Linked DNA regions of Mus musculus: region 1 is linked to region 2. The links are chromatin contacts, called in public promoter capture Hi-C maps. All regions are on one chromosome and are shown on one strand. The core of a region is the stretch at or near the end of the contact, and the rest is flanking DNA. Distances in the headings are between cores, read along the strand shown. Region 1 holds the start of Ppp1r1a (protein phosphatase 1, regulatory inhibitor subunit 1A). Region 2 holds the start of Gtsf1 (gametocyte specific factor 1).

Region 1 (3,302 bases), core at 87-2,586, 110 kb after region 2:
AACAGTCTTCATTCTCCTCATCTCATGTGTGTGAGGTCTCAAACTCCCTCTCCAGCCCCTTGGTCCCCAGGTAGGGAGAGGAGAAGCTGGGTACCTGCTCCTCCCTGGATCTGAGAAGTAGAAGTTTCAAAGTGTACACCTGCTGGGTCCCTTTTCATCCACACCCAATTCTATGAATCGGCTCTAGCAATGTGGAAACCTTTTTCTCCTGCTCATCCCCAGAGGTCTGATTCTTTCAGGTGGAGAGCTTGACAGTGAGTGGCTGGGGGCAGGAGTCCTGGGGAGCTGGATGCTCTTGGGGAGGGATGGTCTTCACAATCCAGGGAATGCAAAAGAAGGCAGGCTGCAGATAGTAGCCCCTTCCATACGCTCACTGACGCTGACACACACTGCTCACTCACACACTGCCGCCTCTGCCAGGCTGCTCAGAGCTAAAAATAGGCCAGGCCAGGAGGCTGGGCCAGGGCCCTGCACTCCCACCCGATGAGCCAAGCTTTCTTGGTGGCTTGCTCGTGGCTAAGCTTGGACCCCAGGCCCAGACGCTCCAGATCGCCGCGCTGCGCCCCGCATCTCACCCCCACTCCCTACTCCATAGGGCAGAGTTATACCCAGGTCCCACGTGCTCTGACTTGCAGAAGGGAACATCAGCTTGCAGACCCCTCCACCCTCCCCCGTCCTTGCTCTAAAACTCCTCCATAGCTGTTCTCATCCCTTTGGGTGCCACACTCAGCCTCCAGATGACACGGAGGGGAGGAGAGCTGTCTCTTCTGCTCACTCGCCGCCCCCCGCCCGCAACATCCTCCCGGCAGTACCCTTCAGCTTACCAATGCCACTTAGCCGGGAAACTCTGGGGGTTGACTGGGTGTGAGGGGCTGTAAGGTCGCCAGTGAGGGAGGAGGGGTCGTGTCCCTATGGCTGGGCTGGGAGTGAACGATGCTCTTGGAGACACCCGCCACAGGGACCCATACTGGTGACCGAGGTGTGGCCTCGCTGTTGGGGGAGGGTATGGAGACCCCCATAAACTGGGCGAGTGCGTTCCTGAAGAGGTGTGGTGCCGCGCTGGGGCAAGGCAGGGATTCAAGTCTCACGGCCAGGTCCCCAGTCCTTCGCCGAGTCCTGCTGCCCCGCCCTGCCTGTACCTGCTCCGCCGCCTCCGGGTCCAGGTGAGGCTCCAGCAGCGGGACCGTAAACTGGATCTTCCGTGGGCTGTTGTCGGGCTCCATGGCTCCCGGTCAGGCAGCGGCGGACCTCGGGCTGGGGCGGGCGCGCTCCCTCTCTGTTGCGCTCCGGCCCTGGCCCCAGCCCGGCGCTCGGCTTGCAGCTCCTGGCTCGGCGCGCCCCGCTCCGCTTGGGGACTGTGTTGTTGCGGATTGGCTCGTCACCGTCCCTCCCGGCCCCCTCCTCCCCCAGTCCCGAGCCTTAACCCCGTCGTGGCTGTGCTGGCGGCTGTGCAGGTCGCCGCCCCTCAAGCTAAGGATCCAGACCCCGGTTGGTCGCTGTCCTAGACCACCCGCGGGCCGGCATCCAGGTATTTTAGAATTCTGGGCAGGGGGTGGGTGTGGAAAGGTTTTATCAAGAACTTCTTCAAGCTGGTGCAGGTTTCATGGTCTGGAAAAAAGAAAGGACACAGCTCCAGAGGTAGATTATGTTTATGATCTAAAGGAGATTTCACAAAGAGAAAAGATTGAAAGGAGATTTAGGTACACAGCAGGAGGGATTAAAGTTAGACTGGGAGGGAACTTCCCCTTGAGGCCAATTACTAGAGTGGATGTGAAAACTTTGAGGGCAGGTGCGAGCTTTGGCTACTGTTCAGGGAACACTCCTGGACAAGAGAGAGAAGAGGGGAAGCTCTCAGAGAGTCGGCAGAGTAAGACTCTTTGGAGTGTGAGTGGACCAAGGGCTTGGGGAGAGGGCCATTTAGGGTAAAGAAGAAGCCATGGAGGTGAAAGCCAATCCTGCTTGTGAAATAGATTTCACTTTCTGCTTGCTACATTGTGAGCTGCAAAGTAGGTGAAAGGCCTTTAAGGGGATTACAGGGATGGGGATGGGGAGTGGAGGACACCCCACCGGGGTGGCCTGTTTACAGATGGCTGGTGTCCACTTTCACTGTTGGCAGGACAATGAAAATGCTCTGCCCTGCTCTGTCGTGACTATTGGCATGGAAGTTAGACTACTAGAAGAACTTACTGGGTTGGTATGGGATCAACATGCCACTCGGTACTAACCAGTGAAGGCGACAGGATATTCATAGGAACTGAAGTGCTCTGTACTAGGGTTAGGGTCACTAGACAGAGAGAGGTGGGTGCTGGAGAGGTGGAAGGGTTCCTAATGTATTCAGGAGGCACAGTGGAACTGAGATAGAGAAGGAGAAGGCCTATAGTGCTGAAGGGGGGGTATGGAAGTACGGGGAGATCAGTTTCTTTGTAGTCTTAAACTGAACAGAGGGCAGGGTCTATCTAGGTTTAAGCTTGGCTCCAGGGGAATGGGGCCTTGGTCATCCCCCACTCTAGGGGGCAGCTTTAAACCTCAGTCTGGAGTTCTCTGGTGTGTTTTCCATGGCCCCTTCCCCTCTTCCCTCCAAAAATAGCCCCACCCTCACCCCCTTCCTCCCCTAGGGATCCTTTTACACAGCAGACAGGCTCAGCTTTCTCCAGGGCAAGGCCAGGTTGCAGCCACTCAGCAGCCCTGAAGGTTCTATAGCCAGTTGCTCCTCCATTTGCTGTTGAAGTAATGGGACTCTGGGAATGCTTCTCCCAGCCTTTTTGCTCTGTTTGGATAGTAGGGAAAATGTTCAGTGTCCCTGGATCCCAATGTCTGTTTACCCACATCCCAGTGCAATGTGCACGGAGAGGTGATGAATCAATAATATGGGAGACAGGGCAGACGGTGTCTTAGGGCTGGGCCATTATTTTCCTTCTCTTTGCTTCTCCCTCCCACACATACACTTAGGGGCATAGTGCTTCTAGAGAGGGACATTCTCTATCCTCTTGGCCAGGCCTGGATGACCTGAAGGGACAGTCCCCACCCCTGATTCAGGAGCTCAGCCCCCATCTTCTTTGTAGTGTTAGAATTTCCATGTTTCATAGCTGAGGATCCGTGGAGCAAGGGACCTGACACAGAGGCAGGCCACATCTAAGGTAGTGCTGGGGGGAATACTGGCTTGTTTCATGTAGAATTCCAGCTTGAAGGCTTCTCTATTTGGGCTGTTATGAGATTCCACTATTATGGGGTAGTCCAGTTTGCTTAGATTTCTTCCATGTTCCTTTATTTCTCTCAAATTTCAGCCCTGGGATTCCCTTCTC
Region 2 (3,518 bases), core at 141-2,640:
TGGCTGTCCTGGAACTCAATATGCAGACCAGACTGACCTTGAACACACAGAGATCCACCTGCCTCTGCCTCCTGAGTTCTGGGATTAAAGGCATTTTCAACCATACCCAGCTTAGTAACTTTTCTTAATCATGATCAGAAAACGTCACACCAATATTCTCTCTTTCTAGCCATTTTTCATTTTGTTCCTCTCATTTCTATATAATAACAAGATAAATACTGTTTTAGTCAGTACTGATTACTTAACTGCACTGAGGGAATATATGTGAATGTTAAAAAAATTAAGAGCTCATAGAGAACATCTAAGAGAACAAATATAACAAACATGAAAAAAATTAAAAGAGGAAATGTCTCTGAGTTTGAATTCTCTTTTACTGGAATCTCTATTGAACACTGATTTAGTTCACGTATTATGGGAAAACTAATTTTGTATATAACCTCTCCCATAGGAATCTTCTGAAAATTGGATGCACATACAGCTGTTGTCTCTAGGTAAGCTCTCCTTTGGCCTCTCACAAAAATTCCACACCCCCTTCCCCCCCATTCTATGACATAGGCAGCATTAGAACCTTTGTTAAGCAATAGGGGTGATCAACTAAACTCTAGTTTCGGACTTTGCTCCAGAGCCCATTTGTTAATGGCAATCATTGGGGAAACTATCTGAGAATTAGTTAAACTATCTTAACCCGTATGGAACTTCTACTACAGTTATGTCATACTTTGTTAAAAATAAAAAAAGGTTTTAAGGAAAAACCAAGAATTACATTATTATTATTATTTTGAAAAAGATGAGTAAAGATATTCAGCGACTTAGAGAGCTGACCTATTCTTTCTTAGCAAACAGACTGATTCCAAGTAGGCCAAGGACGCTGGAACTCATAACACCATCATTCAGCTGTCTCTTATCTTCCCCATCAAATTGTTAACAGGTGATTTGATTCCTTTCCCCCAATAACAGGCTGTCGGTGAATTGGACAAAGTGAGAATTTGAAGCTACTGTTTAAACTCTGAAAAAAGTTGCAGGTCTCAGTAAAACAGTAATTTCTTTCCCCTTACAAAAAAGGACTCCCCCACCCCCCACCCCTCATCCCTCACCCCAGATTTAAGGAGATTCAAGCAAAAAGAACCAGGAGGAGGTTACCTAGAAAACAAGGCAGAAAAAGGTACCAGGCAGCCCGTCGAGCAGACGATGGCCGACGCAGCTGTTGTTCAGGGCTTAAGGCTGAAAAGTGAGGGAAGACACTACTTCGAAGGTATCTGCATGAACGGCTTACAAGGGCTGACCCGAGCCAAGACCCTACCACCTTGCCTCTTTCCTACCTCAGTCCAGAAGCTCTCCCCACCGCCGACTTCGCCTCACAGCCAGGCCCCGGCAACGCCCACTTCCGGCCTGATGCCAGGGCGTGGCCGCACTTCCTGTGACTGTGGCTTGCGCAGGCCCAGTGCATCACGGCCAACGCCTAGGCTATCCTTTTTCTTTGGCTCACCCTCCTGCCCAAGGCGGCTTCTTGGGGGTCTTCGGCATCTTTGCTTTTAGCCACTAACCTTCCTCTACTCCCCTGGCCTAAAGGGTCCTACATGGGTGGAGAACTTCCTTTGGTGACTTTTGAGCAGCCATTTTAGAAAAATCAGGGAAAGAATGGGACTGGTTGGTGTAGCGAGCTGTTTGTCAGGAAGCCTTGTTTGTGGAAGTTGATGAGAGACTTGAAAGAAATGAGAGACTTGTTGATGAGACAGAAATGTAATTTAGATTTTGAGAGTTCAAAAGAAGAATGATGGAGACAGGTACAACAGTTTAAAGAAAAATCAAAGCGGGCAGGGATTTTGTGTCCATGTAGGCTCTCAATTGAAAAGGCAGCGAGAGTCTCAGAATAGTTGGGAGTATGATACAGTGTTGGTGGGACTGAAGGGAGTTTTAGGCTACAGAGGACAGATTGGTCAAAGAACTCAAAACAGGAAACTCAAAACACTGCGAGCTTTGTTTAGAAAACACACCATTCTAAAACTTTATATACCTACCTAAATATACTTGTCCACAATGTTCTTAGGGAAACAGGTACTAAATTGGACTGATGATCAAATGGGAGTACAACATATGCCAGGAAGTGGTAGACTGTAAATTGCTATAAGGAAGAAATTAGTAGGGCCTGAGATGACCTGGGGAAGCACTAGGGAGAAAAAGGATTTATACTGTAAACTTTATACTATAAATTTAGGCTATAAATTTTATAGCCTTTGAAAAGGTGTTGACACTGTGGGTAGATCTGGCAACACTGTTTTAAAAACATTGAGTTGTAAAAATACATCGCTAGAAAATTTTGTGCTGTCCAAAGCTAGCAGGCAGCCTATAGTTGGCTGGCTGCTGAAATACTGAGACTTCTGACACATTTTAGTGGGTAAGAGTCTAAATACAGAAAGGAAATCAGAATAGCAAAACCAAGGTATCTTTGGTAAATAGAATCTTGGGAATGTGACATTTTATTTTTACATGATGAATATGTAGATGAATTACCAGCTTTGACCCTCTCCAGGCAGCAGGCTAAAAAGTGTATGCTTCACAGAATAAGAACCTAATAAGAGCTTCGGGGTAGAGGCAACAAGCCTGTCACCTCAGCACTTGGGAGGCTGATGCAAGAGGATTGCCATGGATTGGAGACCAGTTGGGAGAGCCTAAACCACAGAGTAACTAAAAAACAAAACAAAACAAAACAAAACAACAAAACAGAAACAAAAAACCCGAACCCACTAAACCAGGACAAACCACTAACTAACCAACCAAAACACTGAAAAGAATTTGTGGATAGGAGATGGGCTTAAGACATTCTTATTGCAGGATAATGGTTCTTGGTTATGTCTGTGTACTAGAATCATCTGGGGAATGCTTAAGACACACCATGAAGCTGGGTGACGACACAGTTTTTAATCCCAGCACTCATGAGGCAGAGGTAGGTGATCTCTGAGTTCAAGGCTAGCCAGGGCTACATACAGAGAGAAACCCTGCTATAAAAAAAACCAACCAAACCAACAAACCAACCAAAGACCCAGCCCCTCCCCACCCAAGACAGACCATGTAAATTCCCCTCCTTGACCAATTAATCAGAAGAGAGCCAGGCATAGTTCTTTTAAAAACTTACCCAGATGATTCTAATGTGTGTCCAGACTAAGAACCGCTGATTTAGGCACTGACTTGAATTTACAAAAGCATTTCTTTCACCTGGATGGCCTGGATGATTCACAGAAACAAGCTGTTAAGTTCTTTTTTCAGAGACAAATTGCTTCATTGAAAACTTAGCACAAAGCATTTTAGGAAAAGCTGATTCTCTGTCTCTGGCAACTTCATTTCAGATTGTTAGGAAACAGCTTAAAACAATTCTTTTGAGATCCCGAATTTTGAATTTCTCGCAATATCATTGGTGTAGAATTAGTGAGGTCAGAGTGGTTTGAACTTATTTTTTAAGGCTTTAAATCACAGAGCTCTGGTGCAATTTTTATCCCTGTTGCTATGACCCATATGGACTT

What was found. Capture Hi-C pulls out chosen DNA fragments and counts their contacts.
Region 1: a contact with region 2 is called in a promoter capture Hi-C map of liver. The contact joins the promoter of Ppp1r1a here to the promoter of Gtsf1 in region 2. A contact is called at or near these places in 2 of 484 Hi-C or Micro-C datasets (both in embryonic stem cells), 3 of 115 datasets of contacts at active chromatin or transcription factors (all in embryonic stem cells) and 4 of 9 other capture datasets (adipose tissue, embryonic stem cells, liver and 1 more).

What each region holds. Positions count from the first base shown.
Region 1 is chr15:103,536,656-103,539,957 of GRCm38.p6, forward strand. It overlaps Ppp1r1a (protein phosphatase 1, regulatory inhibitor subunit 1A), which reads right to left and starts at 1,337. Exons shown (of 7, transcript NM_021391.3): 1 at 1,140-1,337. The coding sequence starts at 1,223.
Region 2 is chr15:103,429,037-103,432,554 of GRCm38.p6, forward strand. It overlaps Gtsf1 (gametocyte specific factor 1), which reads right to left and starts at 1,391. Exons shown (of 9, transcript NM_028797.1): 1 at 1,320-1,391. It overlaps Gm52195 (a long non-coding RNA gene), which reads left to right. Exons shown (of 4, transcript XR_003951567.1): 2 at 449-491.